Regions from separate parts of the Mus musculus genome. Here all the other regions are linked to region 2. Evidence: chromatin contacts called from public Hi-C and promoter capture Hi-C data. All regions are on one chromosome and are shown on one strand. Each heading gives the region's core, a stretch centred on a gene start, on an enhancer-like site or on the middle of the called end of the contact. The rest is flanking DNA. Distances are from core to core; before and after follow the strand shown.

Region 1 (2,700 bases), core at 55-2,554, 5.7 Mb after region 2:
CCCCGCTCAATAGTGGGTTGGCCAAAGTCCCCAAAGCTACATCTTACACTGTGACCTTTGCTGGTTTGACCAGACACCACAAAAGATCTGTCTCTGTGCTACTCTGGAGCCCCTGCTTAGACACAGGCAAGGTGTAATCTCTGTAGGGAGCCCTGGGCAGTGGCTGAAGACCCTTTACTGGATTCCTGTAACAATAACAAACATTGGAATGCCTTGGAGATGTGAATACACAATCCATTTTCGTGTGGATCTTGCACACACCGGCAGTGGGAAGCTTTACTCCACAGGCCCTCCAGCTGCTTTGATGTTCTGTGTCACTGTAGACAAAGAGCAACGGTGACAACCAACCAGGAACTAAATAAACCTTTGCCCCTTTAAATGGCTTCTCGAGTATTTGTCACAAGTGATCAAGTGTCTAATATATGCTTAATCTGTATCTACATCCCAAGGCCAGCCTGGTGTTGCTCAGCTGTGGCTGCTATCCACTGTGCGTTATGGGGAGGCATAGCGCCTCCTCTCTACGCAAAACAGAAGTAACTGCCGATAACCAGACACTGCACTCTGGACCAGAGAGCACAGCCGCCGCGCAATCTTTCCTTGGCCAGGAAGGGCAGTCTTGGACACAGGCACTCCCACTACGGAAATGGTGCCGAGCAGCCGGCACACGTGACCTCTGCCCACTCTTCAACGCTACCCTCACTGGGGTTAAGATGCCTTAGTCACATTCACTTCTTAGCTGAGTTTTCCAACGAAGCACTGCAGGTCTGAGGCGAGTTAATACTGGGGTTGGGCAAGTGGCACGAACCCTTGGGTTCAACCTTGGCACTGCCAGTAAGAAACAAGACCTCCCAGCTTCCGGCTCAAGCGGTTGAAAAAAGTGGGCGTGCCCTAGAGTCCATCCCAGTCGGAGCCAGTGGAGGGTGCACTGAGGCCAGGCCTCCCCGCCCATTCCCCGCCCCCTGCCCACCTGCCTCCCCCGGGGGCGCAGCGGTCGCCGTCCCCGCCTCGAAGTCGTCCAGGCGCTGCAGTAGATCGTGTCGGCGCAGCGAGGCCAGCAACTCGCGCAGCAGCCCGGTGTGCCCGCGCTCCAGGTCGTTCTGCTCCAGCAGCACCGTGAACAGGTCCAGGCCACTCTGCACGCGCTCCAGCTTTCGTTTGCTCACGCGCTCGCGGCACAAGAACTTGAGCTCCATCAGATCGTTGCCCGACAGGCTGCCGGACAGCGAGTGCAGCAGCACCAGGAATGGGTCCATGGCAGTGGTACGCCGGGCTGCCCCTCAGCGATCCCACATAGGAAATCACCTTAGGCTTTCCCGCCCAGCGTCTCGCGGGATGTCCAAATCAGACGCATGCGCTTCGGATGTGGCTGTAACCGCTTCCGCCCGGGCTGGCATCCGCTGTTGTAGTAGCTTTGACAGCTGAGCTGCGTTGACTTCAGCTTACGCGCGCGTTTCTCACCCCGAGGCAGAACAGATCTTGTTCACCAGAAGTGTAACGTGGATCCTCTTGGGGCTCTGAGGAGCTGCGCAGCCCTACTGTGTGGGGGGGGGCTGGAAGAGCAGCTGCAGATGCCTACGGCTGCCAGATCATGTTCTATCACCGGAAAGAAGGAAAGAGAGAGAGAGAGAGAGAGAGAGAGAGAGAGAGAGAGAGAGAGAGAGAGAGAGATGGATGGAGTTACTTATGGGCTGGAGAGACAGTTCAGGGGTTAAGAGCACTGGCAATTCTTACAGAGGACCTTCACGAATTCAATTCCCAGCACTCACATGATGGCTTACAACCATCTGTAATTCCAGTTCCAGGGGCTTTGACATCCTCTTCTGGCAAGCACACTTGTGGTATGCTGACAAAATACTCGTACATATAAAAACCATTAAATATTCCTTGGTATATGTATGAGCATTTGTAGGTGGTTTAGTGCTCCTACAGGTCTTCAAGTGCCCACGGAGGACAGGAAAGGGCATGGATACCCCTAGGACTAGAGTTCCGTTTGGATGTGAACTCTTGTGTGGATCCAGGTTCTCCGTGAGAGCAACACAGTGCTCTTAACCGCCAATCCATTCCCCCAGGCCAATAATATGTATATTAAAATGAGTAGAAGAGAGGATTTGGAATATTGTCATCAGAAAAAGTTGATGTGTGCCGGAGGTTGTAGAGACACTAACTGCCCTGCTTTGAGCTTTCGTTAACAATACACTGATTCCACAGCCACACCCAAGTACTGCTCATGAGTTAAAAAGTGCCTGTTGCCCAAGCTTGAGGACCCATGCTCAGATCCTGGTGTCCACATAAAAAGACGAACAAGGAGGTGCCCATCTGAAACCCCAACTTTGGCAGAGACAGATGGATTCCTGGTGCTCAGTGGCCAGGCACTCTAGCTGAATGGCTGAGCTCCAGGTTAGTGGGGCGCAGTTATGCACAGCATACCCAGCAGGGTTGACTTATATTTTTTTAGATTGACTTATAATTCACCCATTTAAAGTTCAGTGCTTTGGTTGATTTTTGAGACAGGGTCTCACGCTGTAGCCCAGACAGACAGCTGAGGCTGTATAGAATGACAAATGGGGCTGGAAAGGTGGCTCGAGGTTAAGAGCGTTTGTTACTCTTCCAGAGGATCTGGGTCTGGTTGCAAACAACTATGCAGGACTGCTTACAACTGTCTGTAACTACAGACAGGGGAATCAGGGGCCCTCTGCTGGT
Region 2 (2,700 bases), core at 4-2,503:
GTGCTGCTACTGATGGAAGGCCCTATTTCTTCATGACTTTCTCCAGCTCTTGGCCATAGCCAGCCCTCTCATCAGAGTTCACCCCCTGAAAACAGCTTCCTGCTCTGTCCCGGACCACCTTGCCTCCACTGCTATGACTAGCCTTCCTTGGCCACTTCTGTTCTCCCCACAGCTTCTTGCTGCCCTTTAAACACATTAGCAAGCTTAGGTGTGCTCCGTGCTTGTAAACCCAGCGCCAACGAGGTGGAACCAGACGTATTTCAATTTAGAGACCAGCCTCATGTTACATGGCAAGACCCTAATCAAAGTGTGTGTGTGCAATTGAATTAAAAATAAAACATCGGAAAGAAAAGGTCAGGGTGGCCCAGCCTGTGCACTAGCTGTTCTCATTTCTAGCAGCCGCCCAAGACGTCAGCCTGAGATTCTTTCTTATCTCCTCTAATTGCTCTCCTAAAGATACCAACTGCTCCAATCTCCTTCCCCTGCTTCTGTGTTGTATTTAACTCTAGTCCACTTAACTTTCCCCAGGTTTTTCTTATTGTCTCTTCTCCGCTGAAGAGTAAACTCCACCAGGACAGACACATCACCTCTACACAAGCAGCATCCCAGCCAAGACTGAGAATAGAAAAAGCACTTGCTAAAAGGCAAAACATTTTTGAAGTGGAGAATGCTCTGGTTTGGAACAACTGCCCTCTAGTGGTGCAGTACGCTCACTGCCAACTTCATAGTGATTTCGGATAAGTCAAGCCCACGAACAAATAATTCCTCTTCATGCTAGAAAAACACACCCACAAATAAAGCAAATGTCGAGAACGGTTCCCTAGGGGCTATACTGAGAGCTCAAAGAATCCCTGAAGTAGCACTCTGATGAGATCAGTGCTCAGAAGCTACGATCAAAGATTCTGGGGGCAAGAGAGCCTGGATGATGGGCAAAATTACGCACGCAGGTGCTGGGTTCCAGGTGCTCCGGGGATCAGAGGCCCCGCCTGCCCACGGCCGAGCGCTCTCTATTGGCAGATCCACGGAGGTTCCGCGTTCCCGTTGGCTCAGCTGTAGGAAAGGCCCAGGCCTTCGAGCATCCAGTCCAGCCGGCCGCAGAAGAAAGTCTGAGGCCTTAAGAACGTAGAGGGCGTCGCGTCCTAGCCTTGACACGACTCGAGAAGGCCGCCTCTATCTGCCAGCGGACTAGTCCAAGACACTCCTCTCCTTGGACCGCAGCGGCTACGTAGGTCCAACCTCAAGACAGCTCGCGCAGACGCAGTCGGCGCACGGTGCGCCCCCGGCAGCCCCCGCGGCACTGACCGTCGGAGGAGGCGGAGGGGGATGACGTCATCCGGCGGGGCGACGGGCATTGGGCGCCATTTTGAAAAGGGGAAAAAATTCCCTCCCCGGCGGCGGCGACGGTGGCGGCAGCGGCGGCGGCGGTGGCGGCCGGGGCTGAGCGCTCGGAGCGCCTCGGTCGGCCGCGCTCGGCTGGGCGCGTCCCGCCCGCGCCATGGCAGGTGAGGGCCGTGCGCGAGCGAGCGAGCGGGGCGGGCGGGCGGACTGGACGGTGGTGGGGCGGGGCGGGGCCGGCCTGACGGCGCGCTCTGTTGCAGGAGCTGGAGGCGGCGGCTGCCCGGCGGGCGGCAACGACTTCCAGTGGTGCTTCTCGCAGGTGAAGGGCGCTGTCGACGAGGACGTGGCGGAAGGTGAGGCCCGACCGACACCCCACCCCAACCCCCGAGCCCCGCAAGGTCATGCTCGCTCAGCCGCCGGTCCGGACGCGGCCGCCTTTGCCCGCCTGACCGGCGTTGTCCCGGGAGACCCTCGGCCGGCCAGCGGCTGAAGAGAGGGAGGGGTGTCCGTAGGGAGACGGCTGCGGACGCGGGGCTGGGGAGAGACTGCGGCTGAGTCCCGCTTCGGGGATCTGTTGGGGAGACGGCGGTGGACGCTAGCCTTGGGAGGCTATGGGGATGATGGCCATGACGCCGGCCTCAGGGGTCGGTGGGCACAGATGGCCATGGAGGCCAGCCTCGGGAGGCTATGGGGAGACGACCGTGGACGCCGGCCTCGAGGGTCTGTAAGAAGGTAAGGCCGGGGCAGAGGTATCGAGCCATGTAAGGAAGATGCGGCCACAGGTCTTTGGAGTCTGGGGTGTATAACGATCTTAAATGCATGTCTCACTAGCGTCTGTACGGAGTGAAGAAAAAGGACTGTAGACACTAGGCAGCGACCCCGGGATTCCGCTAGGAGTTGGTACCACGGGGTGAGGTGAGGTCCATTTTTGTGAAAGGAGAGAGATAGGGGGGCATGGCAGTTGATCTTGAGGCCCTGTGGGGTAAATCAGGTCCCAGACACTAATGTGGGAGCCCATGCAATATAAAGGGTCTTTCATCTATCTCCCTGGCACCCGTATAAGGTGGAAGGAGAACCATGCAGGGTTATCAGTCTCCGGGGGCCCATGCTGGACTGGACTCAGGACGGGATGGAGCACCGAGTGCTCTGGATACCCTGTTTGTGGTCGTAGGTGTGCTAGTCTGTCCAGTCCAATCTCTGGCCAGGTAGACGTCGGTCAGCCCTGGATCTCCACCTCTTGTTGTTGAGCAAGAGGAACTTATTTGTCATGGGGTCTCCTGAAGCGCTACAGTAGTGGCGGTTTTCTTTTTTTAACTGAGTAGTGTTTTCTCTTCCCACACTGCTCTTTAAAGTCACTTCTCC
Region 3 (2,700 bases), core at 80-2,579, 8.0 Mb before region 2:
CCAGGATGAACCATGCAGACCCTCAACCTGTGAGCCAGAATAAGCCCATCCTAACTTAATTGCTTTTCTCTGTTACAGATTTGCAAACAGCCAATTCGTTATGTACATTCTAATCACTCCCAATGGAATCTCCTAGGGCTCCAAGGGCTGAAAAGCCAGGAATTTCTTTCAGATCTTCAAGCCAAGGAAAGTTAGCTCAAAAAACCTGAGAAAATCAGGTGACATTTGGATTTTTATGTGAAAACTTTTTTTAAAACTTCATCTATACATTCAGTTAAATCAGCAAAAGCCCAGTGCATGGGCCAAATGAAAGGGCTGCGCTGGCAACTCTATGGACTCTTTCAACCAGTCTGTAGATAAGGAAAGGAGTCTTCTTGCTCCCACCTGAAGAAGAGCCAGATGGCCCTCAGCAAGGCTGTGTAGCTGAGATTTCTAAGAAGGTAAGGTGCTGATCGTCTTCGATGTTGGAGATTTGAGGTGGAGAGTCAGCACGGGCAGTTTGCCAGTTCTACCCCTCCAGTCTCTCATCTAGCATAGCCTAGTTGTCCCACGTACACGACAGAGGAACCTTGTCATGAGAAAGGTTGATAAAACACTCTCAAGTGAGAGGGCATGATCCCCAGCTGTGCAGGATACAAACCCCCAAACGTTTATTGAGAGCCTCAGTGTGTGTCACTCACTGGGAAAAGTGGGGTATGTAATTCTCTCCCAGTTCTTTTGCATGTTTAAATATCTCACCTTCTTCAGGTTTCAGCTGAAATATCTCTTCCTTAGAGAATGCTGCTGGACAGGACATCCTCTCTGAAGCCTGCCTCCCTATCTCTATCTCTGAAGCTCATTCTTTTCTTCCACTTATTAAAATGTATAAGGATTGTATTTTGTAAAGGGCTAGCTCCCCTTATGAAACACAGGCTCCACGAGGGCAGGGACTTCATACACTGAGGTTGCTCAACAAATAGGCTGAATATTTTAAAATATCTCCTTGAAAGAGTTTTGAGCAATCCTTTTAAATTTCCTTGGCCTCTTGCATTAATACCACTATTTTAAGGATGAGGTGAAATTGCATTTTGAGAAAGAAATGGTTAGGAGCAAAAAACTGGTGCACAACCAGTGAATTTTATGTTTCTTGTACCCACTATGGGACAGCTTGCAAATTATCTGCAAAGGAACCAAACCTATTTTTAAAGATCCCTGTGCCTCGCAGCTCTAGGTGATGACATCAGAGAACCTCTAGTTCCACGTCCTAAGCCGAGCCTCGTGGTCCTCAAAAACTGCAAGCCCCAGGATGCAGCGCGGCATGGGGAACCCAGCGCCCCGCGCGCGGCCGCGAGCCACCACCCTGGAACTAGGAAGACGCCCGATTCCTTTGCCCGCCACGCCGCCGGGCGTGCGCGGAGCCTGTCGGGACTTGTAGTGTTCGCGGTAGGGAGTGCCCGCTCCGGAATCTCAGTCGCTGTCTGGTCTGGTAGAGGCAGCGCGTGCACGCGTGCGCAGTGCGCGGGCGGGCCGTCGTGGGCGCCGCTCCCGGCAGCTGGGTGCCTGAAGGAGCCGGGACCGCGGTGGCGCGGGTGCTCCGGGCGGAGGCCGCGGTAAAGTGGGGCATGAGGTGTGCAGCTCGGGTGTGCGTGTGTGGAAGGGGAAAGCGGGGCGAGGAAGGCAAGGCTGAGGCGGCCACCGGCTGCTGAGGGGGGCGCGGGGCCGCGCCTCCTCGCGCGTCCGCGGGCGCGCGCACCTGGGCGAGGCCGGACTCACCTGTGCGCGGGTTCCTCTGCGCCCGACGCCAGCCCTGCGGGTCCCCGCCAAGGCCCACAGCCCCTGGTGTCCTCGCTGCCGTCGCCGTGGCTCGGCCCCTGTCGGGGATCCCGGTGGCGACGCCTGTCGGAGCGGCGCGCCTCCAGGGCCGTGTCCGCCCCATCCGCGCCGCTCGCTCCCGCACAGCCCGGCTTCCCCGCGTGTGCGGACCGAGAGAGTGGCAGGGTTGGGAGTGCCCTGGCCAAGGTCAGGCGGGTGGGACCCGAGAGGCGCCTGAACTCTGGGTTCGGGACTTGGAAGAGGGCTGCCCTGCTCGGCTTCTGGTTCCTTTCGGATGCTTTCTATTGACCCTCCCGGGAGAGTGTCCGGGGAGAAAGTGGTGTCAGGTTGAAAGCGCCCTGCTGCTGTTCGCGGTGCTCCGCTTTTGGTAGAATCCTCGTTCTGCTCGACACCCAAGCTGAGGCTCCACCGAGGGCCGAGTAAATTCAGAAACTGATGTTGTCTGGGACCGAGTCCCGAGGACAGGTTTAAGGAACAGATACCAGGTAGTTTATGGCATTTCGTTTTCTAGTTCGCCTTCCCGTTCTTTCTAATACTTGCTTGGATGAGTTGGTCGTTATCTATCTTAATAAGATTTTCTGTACTCTTGTGAAGTCGTATTGCCCTTTGTAAATTAGTTTTCTAACCAGAAAAGCTTATTTCCTGTGTGTTTAATGACCGGAACAAATAGCCCACTCCAAGGTTTATACCATTGTCTTAAGACTGTAGAGTGATCTGCTCTCTAGCTTCCAGGCTTTTTACGTTGACGGCCACTGGACGAATCTGTAGCGAAGTTTAGAAGAGTGTTAAGTGACTCAGACGCTTTGGAAGTAAAATGAAAAACCATTTTTAGTTTACAGCTGGAGATGAACTATTATTTCAAAAATAGTAACACGAATTTTGAATACA

Evidence for each region. Promoter capture Hi-C pulls out the DNA fragments that hold promoters and counts their contacts. Hi-C and Micro-C count contacts between places; a contact is called where the count stands out from the background.
Region 1: a contact with region 2 is called in a promoter capture Hi-C map of liver, with 2.8 times the contacts expected there. The contact joins the promoter of Fadd here to the promoter of Mapk1ip1 in region 2. A contact is called at or near these places in 2 of 39 promoter capture datasets (liver and pre-B cells) and 2 of 484 Hi-C or Micro-C datasets (CD4 T cells and CD8 T cells).
Region 3: a contact with region 2 is called in a Hi-C map of B cells, with 5 read pairs. The contact joins the promoter of Plekha1 here to the promoter of Mapk1ip1 in region 2. A contact is called at or near these places in 2 of 484 Hi-C or Micro-C datasets (B cells and CD4 T cells).

Annotation. Positions count from the first base shown.
Region 1 is chr7:144,581,137-144,583,836 of GRCm38.p6, forward strand. It overlaps Fadd (Fas (TNFRSF6)-associated via death domain), which reads right to left and starts at 1,305. Exons shown (of 2, transcript NM_010175.6): 1 at 968-1,305. The coding sequence starts at 1,253.
Region 2 is chr7:138,845,014-138,847,713 of GRCm38.p6, forward strand. Mapk1ip1 (mitogen-activated protein kinase 1 interacting protein 1) reads right to left here and starts at 1,254. Exons shown (of 2, transcript NM_001045483.1): 1 at 944-1,254. It overlaps Ppp2r2d (protein phosphatase 2, regulatory subunit B, delta), which reads left to right and starts at 1,373. Exons shown (of 9, transcript NM_026391.2): 1 at 1,373-1,502; 2 at 1,599-1,691. The coding sequence starts at 1,496.
Region 3 is chr7:130,864,395-130,867,094 of GRCm38.p6, forward strand. It overlaps Plekha1 (pleckstrin homology domain containing, family A (phosphoinositide binding specific) member 1), which reads left to right and starts at 1,330. Exons shown (of 13, transcript NM_001346515.1): 1 at 1,330-1,589. Gm5602 (a long non-coding RNA gene) reads right to left here. Exons shown (of 4, transcript XR_869992.3): 2 at 1,753-2,319.